Linked DNA regions of Mus musculus: region 2 is linked to region 1. A link is a contact called in public HiChIP or PLAC-seq data. All regions are on one chromosome and are shown on one strand. The core of a region is the stretch at or near the end of the contact, and the rest is flanking DNA. Distances in the headings are between cores, read along the strand shown.

What was found. HiChIP or PLAC-seq counts read pairs in DNA pulled down with a chosen protein or histone mark.
Region 2: a contact with region 1 is called in a FOXA1 HiChIP or PLAC-seq map of pancreatic cancer cells. The contact joins the promoter of Kif23 here to the enhancer-like site in region 1. A contact is called at or near these places in 4 of 39 promoter capture datasets (cranial neural crest, liver and neutrophils) and 1 of 115 datasets of contacts at active chromatin or transcription factors (pancreatic cancer cells).

Annotation. Positions count from the first base shown.
Region 1 is chr9:60,923,687-60,929,198 of GRCm38.p6, reverse strand. No RefSeq gene overlaps it. Among named protein-coding and RNA genes, the nearest start is that of Gm33643, 58 kb to the right of the region's middle. Within about 2 kb of position 2,513, at least 6 of the 459 cell types and tissues checked have an H3K27ac peak or open chromatin away from gene starts, as enhancers often do.
Region 2 is chr9:61,943,991-61,949,502 of GRCm38.p6, reverse strand. Kif23 (kinesin family member 23) reads left to right here and starts at 2,704. Exons shown (of 23, transcript NM_024245.4): 1 at 2,704-2,891; 2 at 4,084-4,153; 3 at 5,172-5,300. The coding sequence starts at 2,881.

The DNA of each region.
Region 1 (5,512 bases), core at 1,264-3,763:
TCATCAAGACACCAGTGTTGCCTCTGCCTTCTTTTTCTCTTGGTCTGTGTGTGTGTGTCACATGCATATGTATGGATGCTCTTGGGGGAAATCTTTCCCAGAAGAGATATAAACAACACCTAAGCCCTCTTTATAAGGTCTCAATGACAACTCGAAGTTCAGTTCCACCAAAGATCACCCTGTAGAAATAATGAATGTATTAGCCTTACTTATAAAGCCCGAGTGAGGAGTTACAGACTGTAGCCCGAGGGACCCTCAAGCACAAGTACTGCAAGGTTTGCACGCAGCAAGAATGAGGACTTCCTCATTGGTGGCCACATAGACAGAGCCTCTGTCTGTTTGCCTTCCCCAGCCTATCTACACTAGCACCTCCCGAGACCCCCACGGTCAAGTGCAATCAAGGCAGTATTGCATGGAAATAACTGGAAGCAGTGACTGGAATCTCAGGGCCAGGTCCAATGTTTCTCTCCCTCCTGTGAAGGTATGTCAACAATCACCAAGCCCAGCTCTTTTGCCTTTTGTAAGGACAGGATCTCTCATTGGCCAGGAACTCACTATGTAGGCTGGTGTTTATAAAACCTTAAGGATCCAGCCACCACTGACCAGATGCTGGGGTTATAAGAGTGTGCCACCATGCCCATGTGGCTTCCAGGGATCAACCTTAGGTCCTCGTGTTTATGAGCCAAGCACTTTTAGCAGCTGAGCCACCCTTGCAGGTCTCTTCACAGTCTGGCTACAGACTTAAGCCCAGGCACTTATCCAGGGCGTTCGCATTTCTCAGTAGAAGATTGGGGTTGTTGAGCTGTGGATGCCCCCACTGGCTCAGGTATTGGGAGCTCGGTGGCCAGAGAATGGTCTTTGAGAACGTGGCTGAACCCGGAGGGCTCTAACTTCATTAACAGCTTCTATCTTTTTATAAACGTGTCTTTATTTTGTTTTATATGTTAAGTGTGTGTTGGCATGTATGTCTGTGTACCACATTCACGCAGTGACCACAGAGGTCAGAAGAGGGTGTTAGAGCTCCTAGAACTAGCGTTACAGATGGTTGTGAGCTACCATGTGGGTGCTGGGGAACAAACTTGGGTTTGTTTGTGCTTTTAACTGCAAGAGCAGCCAGTGCTTTTAATTGGCTTGATGTAGTCATGATATAATGCTATTATTGGGAGGCAGCAAACTGTGGGGCGGTGGGGTAGACAGAGGGAAGAGGCCTATGGGGCATGTCAGGAAAAGACGTATCTTATCTTCTTCGTTCTTTCTCTGCTTCCTGGCTTCCAAGAGGCAATCAGCTCCACTCTATTGATTTTCTCTCCTTCCCTCTCCTTCCTTCCTCTTTCCTCCCCTTCCTTTCCTTCTTTCTTCTCTTTCCCTTTCTACTCCCTCTTTGTTTAGTGGGTGCTAGGATCAAACTCAGGGCTACACACATGCTAGGCACGTGTTCCCCTATTAAACGACCCCAGCACCGATTTCCTAGATTTTAGCATATTACCTTTCTTTCTTCTGCCTTCAACCACCTCTTGTGTAGATGCCTCCAGTGACACACACACACACACACACACACACACACACACACACACACACAGAGTGGCCTTGCTGTGATGCTGCTGGCAGGCTGGAGGGGAGCTAGGAGGAGCACAAGAAACCTACATGGCCCAGTGAACACCAAGTGAGAGCCCTCATGGCTTAGCTCGGATCCAGTGTCATCAGAGACCAGAGACGGGCCTGAGCATGGTCAGAGCAAGAGTGCGTCCTGACAGATGTCTGCTGCCCAGGGAGACTCATACATTAGCCACTGTCTCCTCAGACTTAGGCAGGCCTCTCACCATTTCTTCATATTAATAATGAAAACAGAAAAGCCCTCAACGAATGTGCAGTGAAATGAATCTGCAATTAATTTTAAATAAGCTTCGAATCCCACTGTGGTGCCCTCCCTTGGTATTTTTATGGGACATGGTTTCAGTAGATACGCACACCATAAAGATCCTGAAACTCGCGATAGACAAAATCCTCTTAGGCATGCTAAAGGGTAATTTGGTTTTTCTCAAAGCTACATTTATTTTTTCAAAAAAAAAAGTTACAGGATAGAAATAAGCCAGCTTTTAAGGAAATATTAACTGCTAACCTATAAACTGTTCCAAAAAGCAATCTTCCTACTAAAAAATCTAGCATATGGTTTTCGGAGCTTAACCTCCTTTTGTATTTTCATTTTTTATATGTCTCTTTTAAGCCAAGAACTCTAAATTTTTATCAAAGGAGGCTTAGGGCGGCCTTCTCTCATGGGTCTGATATTGACAAAACCCTAAGGCCTCAGGTTATGTGTGTGTGTGTGTGTGTGTGTGTGTGTGTGGTGTAGTTGCATGTGGGTGATTGTGTGTGGTTTTGTGTGTATGTGTATGATTGTGTGGTTGCATGTATATGTGTGATTGGGTGGTTGTGTGTGTGTCTGTATCTGTCTGTCTGTCTGTCCTGGTTCTAGTTCTAGCTGACTGCAGGTCTCCAGCCAGCCTGAGAGCTCCCATGCTCTCAGGAGGAGCTGCTGTTCAAATCCACAGCAGACCTTTCTCTCTCCCACCTCTGGGACACTTTCCAGTCCTGACTATGTTTCCCAGCCCTGCCTCCCTCTGTCTACCTCCCGCCCCGTTCCTCCCGCTCTGATCCCAGGCCAGAAATTGGCTCCAATAATAACAAAGAGGCCCAGAAGATGAAAAGCTGAAATCCTTTCCTTTCCAGCCGAAACCAGGTGTGATGCTGGCGGGGAGAGGTTCCAAGCCTGGCGGAGCCAGATGAAGGCATGTGAAAGCCATAACCCGAAAATGAGCCCCACGTGGGGCCAGATGCCCGTGCCTTTCACTTATTCTGCTATAAATGAGTTTCCTGGGGCAAAATAATTTCTTCCTTCAAAGAAAACTATAGTCAGATGCCAAAGAAGAGAAGGGGGGGTTGGGGAGAGGAGGGAGAGAATGGATCCAGTGGAGGAACCTAGTGGTCTAGCTTCCAGGGCTTCACAGAGCTCAGACAGGCCCATTAAGGAATGCTCTGACTTACAGGCTGGTGGTCTGTTATCTGCAATGGTGGGAGAGGTCAAGAAGCATCGCACAGCCTGTTGGCTGGTGGCAAGTTTCTCAGTAGGGACACAAGAATGGCGTGCCGGCTTGTTGAGGAGCAAGAACACAAGGTCCAGAAGGCTAAACTTCCTAAGTGTCTGGGGACTGGCATGCTTCCAGGAGGTGTATCTTGTCAGGTAAGGCCAGAGGTTGGGGTGCAAACCTCATGCAGAATTCCAAGGCTGCCCCCGTCACCCGGCTTCTTAGTTTTTGGAAGTGCTCATATACAGAGTCTTGGGAAGTAGCCTCTTCCTCCATGGCTGGACACCCTGACCCTACTGTTACCATCACAGGGTCAGAATGGGAGTTTCTTGTGCCCCACCACTGAAAGAAAACCATTGAGAGTGAACTTTAAGGTTGAGGCAGAGCTGGTGGGCAGGATGCCAGACTAGAAATGTATACTGTTGTAGCCAAAAATAGGGATAGCTCAGTCAGGTAGGCAAAGGTCTACCTGCAGACTTTCATGCTTTCCCAGACTGGAGCCGCCATCTTGGACCTGCAGCCTCAGCATCAGGATCACTCCTTGTGTGGGGGATCAGCTCTGAGGCCTTGCTGCAGTGAGGGTCCTGTCTAACGGGGAGATAGGGAATTGGAACATGGGAAAGGAAGCAACCCCAAAGAGGATAACTTGGGAGCAGATGTGGATCCCCAGTTCCACCTTCATTGTTTGTAGTCTTCCTCACTTGCCCCCTAGGGGCTAGCAAGCTAGAGAGTTCACCCACCTTTCCACAGCTCTGCTGTATTCCCTGCTCTCTCTAGCAGTGCATCCCTCAGAAGGCTCTAGAGAGTCCACTACAGTCCCCAGCGAGTCCAGTCAGGAATGAGATTGTATTTTTCTGTAATGCCTTCAGTGAAGGATCCAAAAGGGCCCCTAGGGAGTGAGTGTCATGAGGCTGGAGTACAGCCATGTTGGTCTGCCAGGTATTGATTGTCACAGGGACAATACAGACCTGGAGCCAGAAGTCCCTGCACAGCCTCCCAGTCTCACCACAGCTCCCATTCTCCAGGGCTCTGAGAAGCCCATCATCCTGGCTAGATGAGATGGAGCCTTTGCACATCCAACTTTCCAATGTCTGTCCATGGATCCAGCTCTTTCCCATATATCTTGTTCTGCCTAAGAAACCTAGCATAGAATCTTATTCAGGTAACTGATACTCCGCTGAATCAGAAGCCAAAGAAAGGAAGTCTAGCTTCTTAGTTTATAAGCAAGGTCCAAGACTGAAGAGGAGAAGGAGTTTGAGGAAGGGCAGAGAAGAAAGGCTCTGGGAAGAAACCTACTGGTCCAGCTTCCAGAACTCCACAGAGCTCAGGCGTGCCCATTAGTAATTCTCTGCCTTACAAACTGGTGCTCTGCCATCAGCAATGATGAGAGGCCTAGAAGCTTCACCCAGCCTGTGGGCTGGTGGCATGTTTCTTGGCAGGGAGAGGAGGATGGTGGTAAGTCCTTTGTAAGTTGAAAATAGCTTTTAATATACTAATCAGCTAAGTATCATAGCTCAGCCCAGACTTCATTTAACATGTTCAGAGCACACCCATTAGCCTACTGTTGGGCAATGTTATCTAACACATTCTATTTTAAAGGGTCAAATGTCTCATACAATGTATCAAGTACTTGCATCCAAAAAACTGCTGGCACCACTGTGGACTGTGGAATGTAAGCTGGTTTTCCCTCATTACTGAGAGCTACAGTTTTTGAGTGGTCCAGCATATAAGTGCTGTGGTAAAGCCTGATACTGTGCATGCCCCTGTAATCCCAGCACTGGAGACAGATGGATCCCTGGGTCTGGCCAATCAGAGAGCCCAGCCTGCTTTCGACCAGCAGAGACCCTGTCTCCAAAAGCAAGGGTGGTTGACACCTGAGGAATGATACCAAATGTTGTCCTCTGGTTTTGACATGAGCACATGTGCAAGTATACACACATGAACATACATACACACAAACAAAATATCATAGTATATAACCAAAATGCAATTTTGAAGTCTATTTTCTGTCGAATGCATATTACTTTTGCACTGTTAGGAGCTGAGTCATTGCACCCTGATGACCATCTCTATCCAATAAAGGAGTAGCCAACAATGTCAACATTGCAGCGAGTGAGAGATGAGGATATGGGGAGCACTGTGGTTTCTCAGTATGAAAGCATTCAGGGCCTCGATGTGAGCAATTTCTATAGAAGGCTGGGGCTCTACATGGTTAAGCAGGAGCTTGTCACTGGAGGAAATGCTTTTGAGAGGTTCTGGTAGAGGAATAGAGAAAAGATGTTACATCTAGAGGGAAGAAGGCTATGAAGAGGGGTTTAATACAGGAGACTTGAGAACACTTTGCCTGCCTAAGGCTTGCTTTAGAAGAAAAGCAGGTTAATAATGCAAGATAAATGGGAAGACTGCAGGAGAGAAGTCCTCAGAGGCAA
Region 2 (5,512 bases), core at 1,455-3,954, 1.0 Mb before region 1:
GAACCCTGTCTTGAAAAACCCAAACCAAAACACACACACACACAAAAACCCCACCACCACCAACAAAAGACAAACAAAAAAAGTAAACCAAAAAAGGTCTCCCAGTTAAGGCCCACTTTACAAGGTGGATCTGGTGGGATCCGGTAGGATCCAATGCCCAATACTGCTTCGGTGGCCAAGAGCCTAAGAGTGGCTAGGATATGGGCCTAAGAGAAAACCAAATACTCTTCTCTATTATTCTGCTAAGGGAACATAGCAATAAAGTGACTGCCCAGCATCTCACTCAGCCCACAGAGAGGCTTCCTCTTACGGTTGATGGGAACTAACACGGATACCCACCCCTGGATAACATGGGGAGAGTGAGAGATTTTAGAACATTTAGTCTTAAATGTGATGTCTTCAACTCAGCCTCAGGGCTGAGCGGGGTGTGTAGCTTGAAAGAGCCAGAGGGTGTGATGACTTCAATTTTCTAGCCACAACAGGGCTGGCACACATAGGGACTCACAGGGACCTTTGCAGGGGCACAAGCCTGTTGGGTACCAGTGCTCTCACCTCTAGCCAAGAGGCTGTCTGTCCTGGTTACCTGCTTGCAAAGGAAATGTTAGTTTCTCCAATGGAGTCTCCACTGTGTACACAAATCACACTTATGGGCAGGGCCCCCATGCCCGGCAGTAGCCTGGCCGCCAACACAAAACAATGATATTTTTGTAGACTTTTTGCTTCATTTTGCTTTGTTAAGGCATATTGGACTTTTGTGTGTTATTTTTTGTTTGTTTTATTGAGCTTTTATGTGTATATGATGGTCTCCAGTTTGTGTTTTTGTGGATTTCTGTGTGTGTGTGAGTTTCTCCCCCCCTCTCTCTTTTTTTCCTTTGTCTTTTTTTTAAGCGGGGGGGGGGGGGGGGGGGGTGGTTAGAAAGGGCATGTAGGAGGGTGGGCGTGGTGCACACCTTTAATCCCAGCACTTGGGAGGCAGAGACAGGTGAATTTCTGAGGCCAGCCTGGTCTACAGAGTGAGTTCCAGGACAGCCAGGGCTACACAGAGTAACCCTGCCTCGAAAAACCAAAAACCAAAAAAAAAAAAAAAAAAAAGAAAGAAAGAAAGAAAAAAGAAAAGAAAAGAAAACGAATGAGTTAGAGAGCCTTACTATGGATGGACAGGAGCAAGAGAGAGAAAACCCAGCATGAGTCAAAGCTACAGATGGAGCATGGGAGAGCCCCTCCAGTGTCCTTCAGTGAGAGCCTCCACCGCTTTCAACGCTTAGGGCCATGCCCATAGTGGTAAGCACCGAGCGTGCAACAGTGCCATCTAGCGAGGCTGAAGAGGATACGCTGGGAGAGGACTCCGTAAACAGGGGCCGGGCACCGCGTGGGGTGATGCTGAAATCAACGGTGCAGTGAGGGGCGGCAGGGGCTCTGGGATCCAGAGAAGGTGAGGCATTCTCCGAGGAAAGGAAGGCTGAGAGACAGCAGAGAGACTCGAGTGTGGGGGCAGAAACGTTCCACGCATGAGCGTTGGGCTTGGGACAGGTGAGAGGTGACGCAACTGAACAGGAAGACTAGCCTCAGGGCCCCACTGAGGGTCTCAAGCAAAGGGCGATGACCCACCCTAGGGCTCTCCCAGACCTGTGACTTATAGGTGAGAGTGCAGTCAAATGGATCGGTTTTGGAAAGTGATGGTGGCAAAGCCTGGTAGCTTTCTATCTGCTTCTGGAAATTTATCCATGGATGCATTTTCAGGTTTATTCATCGAAGCAGTTTGCAACAGTAAATATTGGAAAGACTAATGTCCAGTAATATGGACATTAACTATGGATATTAAACTGGCTATCCTTATCAGTGCTGGCCCTAAAGGAAGTTCTAAGTGGAGCTTGAGTCACAGAACGCAGGTGTGGCTACATCCCTGGGGAATCGTCAGCATGGGGGCTGGGATTAAATGAGAAAGAATCAACTTGTAGAAGGCAAAGGGTAAACGGTGGTTGCACAAGGGCAGTGGGTAGATTTTATGCATCTCTGTATATCCAGGAAACATCAAAATCAAGAATTTGAAGGTTAAGGATGTGTGGCTTAGTGGTATCACCTTTGCCTAACATTGTGAGGCTCTAGGTTTGATCACTAGCACCATGAAACACACACACACACACACACACACACACACACACACACACACACAGAGAGAGAGAGAGAGAGAGAGAGAGAGAGAGAGAGAGAACTGGAGAATCCAGAGAAAGGAACTTACAACAGGTTGTCTGCCAAGTTGGTATAGTCTTCAAGATCATTCTGGGGTCCTCACTGTAAGTGTGAGGCCAGCCTGGGATACAAGATACTCTCGTCTCAAAATAAATATCAAAAGTAAGATAAAATGTAAACGTAGAACTAAAAGTAAAGGTAAAAATAAAATATAAATACAATAAAATGAATAAGATGATGTGGTAGCCAGCGGCCAGCCTGAAATTAGAACATGCCCGACCAAGGCTTTACTTCCTTAGAGGTTCTCAGGACAAAGACTGGGAGATCTCAGCTTCTGCGTCAGAACGGAAGGGCGGAAGGGCCGGGATTTCCCCTCTCAGGTTTTTCTCCAGCGCTGCCCTCCTCAGCCTCCGGCTGGCGCCCTTGGGTTGCCAAGGAGACGAGCGCCCCTGCTGGCCGTGCCAGCGCTCCCCGAGGCCCCGCCCCTTCGCCGCAGGCGGCCGCTGATTGGCCTGTTTGAAATGCGCCGGGCGGGCGCACACTTGGGCTTGCAGCGTCGCCGCCGGGCTCTCCTCAGATTGAGTCCTGGTCCCCGCGGCCGTGGTTTGCTCGGCTTAGTTCCCGCCAGCCTTGCTCCTGTCGGAGCCCGACGTCCCGCGCGCGCGTCAGGATAGCACGGAGCCTGCGGTCATGAAGTCAGCGTGAGTACTGGTGGGAGGACTGCGTGGGGGTCGCCGCCCTCCTCACGCTGAGACTGGGGACTGCCCGGGAGCTGAGTCCGTAGTACAGTGTAGGCCGAAGCTCCGCACTGCAGAGTTCTGGTGGCTGGCGACCCTGGTGTGCCGGCGCCCTCCCAGTCCTCTGAGCCCGCGAAGGCTGCCTCCGAATCCGGGGCTGTCTGCCACCACCTCCTCGGGTTGCCATCCTTTGGGCTGCCCATCCCTCCCCAGCTTCCTTCCTCCCCGCCCGCTGCGCAGGTGGCAGGTCTGGGGACCCCGGGCGGCGCGCAGCCGGGGTGCGCGCTGGCACTTTGGGGGAGTTGAGCCTCCACAGCTCCGTCGGCATCCCTTCCCTAGTTCTAGCCTTGAGGTCAGGGTCCTTCTGCAGCTCCGCCACCTTGCGCTATCTTTGTCCCCAGGCCATCCCACACGCCTACTCTATCTCCCACGCCCACATTCCTCAGTATTCCTAGACTCTTCAGGAGAGCCACATCCTGGTTACACTTTTACTGCGAAGGAGGGCTGGCTTTAGAAATCGTTACTTTCACACGCACACACACGAAAAAAAAAAAAAACGGAACTTTTTAAAATGAGGAAACGTCAGTCTTTATATTTACTTAAGGATACCTACCCTAGTATATCGCTGGACTCTGGTTTGCTTCTAGTTTACGTGTGACTCTATTGAGAAAAGTACTTTAATAATCTACAGTCTAAACGAGTCTTTTGGTTTAATTTGTGTTAAATATTCTTGTAGCCTATAAACGAGAAAGGAAAAAAAAGTTAAATGATAGAGAATGTTGAAATAAAATAATTTTTTATATTGTTTACTTAAAATAGCAAGACATTTCAGCATTGTGAATAATCTAATCTTCCTACATAGCATGAGCAAATCTCTGAATTTGCACTCCAACACTTAAAAAAAATACAAACAAAAGTTCCACTGAGTACTAATGGTATCAAAAGTGTATTTTCCCAATTGAAATTTTAATGAGTTAAATTACATATACCACATTTCTCGAGTACAGTTTATTGTTTATATACATGTTATTTGCTGTGCGGTATTTGAGATTGCTGGGAAATGATTTTTTTAAGCCTTAGGAAGTTCATTGTTAGAATTTGTGATGTCTTCTATGTTAGTGTTGAATTTATGGCTTTTTTTTCTCTTTTTAACCAGGAAGGCTAAGACGGTCAGAAAACCTGTAATAAAAAAAGGATCTCAGACAAACCTTAAAGATCCAGTGGGGGTAAGGTGTGTGTGTGTGTGTGTGTGTGTGTGTGTATTTTCTTTCTTTAGTCCACTTCTTGTATGTGTGTGCTTGAAAGGGGAGGAAAGCAATATGAAAGTCGGGTTAAAGAGCACGCAGTTAAACCGATGCACTGAATTGTATAAAGCTGGGTTTAGCTGGGAAGTTTGCTTTCTGTAAAGGGACTCTTTAGTTGTTGACTGCAAACCTACTATCACTAATTAGATTTGAAAGGTTAAATGGTCTCTCCCAGCAGGTTCTACTCTTTGGGGTGGGGATGGGTGGGGACTTTTTCCTCAAGTCTTAGCCCTCTCCCACCTGTGTGTGGTAACTGACACGTACTCAAAGTTCATAGAGACTAGTGCAGAATAACTGGATTTAGTTAGTACCTCTTCCTGAAAAGAAGTTTCTGAATATCCCCTCCATCCCCCCACTGCCACTGCAGAGGGTCTCTGGCTCCCAACTGTACCACCTGCTGTGAACACAGCTATACAGGGTTTCCCCAAATGAGGTCCTCTACCCTCCAGATGCTGTGATTACAAAGTGAGCTACCATGCCCACCTGAGCTGGCTGTTGGAAATAACACCCAACTCTAAAGAATTTAATGGCTTTTTCAGCTATTCAGAGAGATTTTTATGTTGTTGCAATTTTATTTGTGCACAACAGTGAAGAGATTACGGTTCAGTTTAATATTTTAACCTAAACTTATTTTGATTTAATGCACCTTTGCATTTGATCATTCTGAGCTGTAGATTTGTTTTTTGTGACTCAGGAATTTATGTTTGTAGGCGAATAAACAGAACTTAAATGGAAAGTCAAGTGTGTGCTGAACATTCACAGAGGTGCTTGCCTAGAGTCCCAGCATCCTGGAGACTAGCAGGCAGATTGCTGAGAGCTCCAGTCCACCTTGGCCTACAGACTGAGAACTTGTGTCTCAACAAACGAAACAAACAGAAAAGCCAAAAAGAAAAATCAGGCAAAAAGTCAACCTTGTTTGAACACCTCTTTCTTTTTCCAGGTGTACTGTAGGGTTCGCCCCCTGAGCTTTCCTGACCAAGAATGCTGTGTGGAAGTGATCAATAGTACAACCCTGCAGCTCCACACTCCTGAGGGCTATCGACTCAACAGAAATGGGGACTATAAGGAGGTAGGTTCCTAGTGGAAGGAACCAAATTGTTTTCAGTTTTGGATTTAAAAATTCATGTGTGATCTCATTTGTGGGAAGGAATACTTTAGCCACCTTATCTAAAGTGTCTTTCATTTCTAGGACGTGCAGATAGAGTTTTGGAATGATGGAATTATCCGGTTGCTTTCAGGGGATGATGATGATTCTTCTTCTTTTCCTCTTCTTCCTCTTCT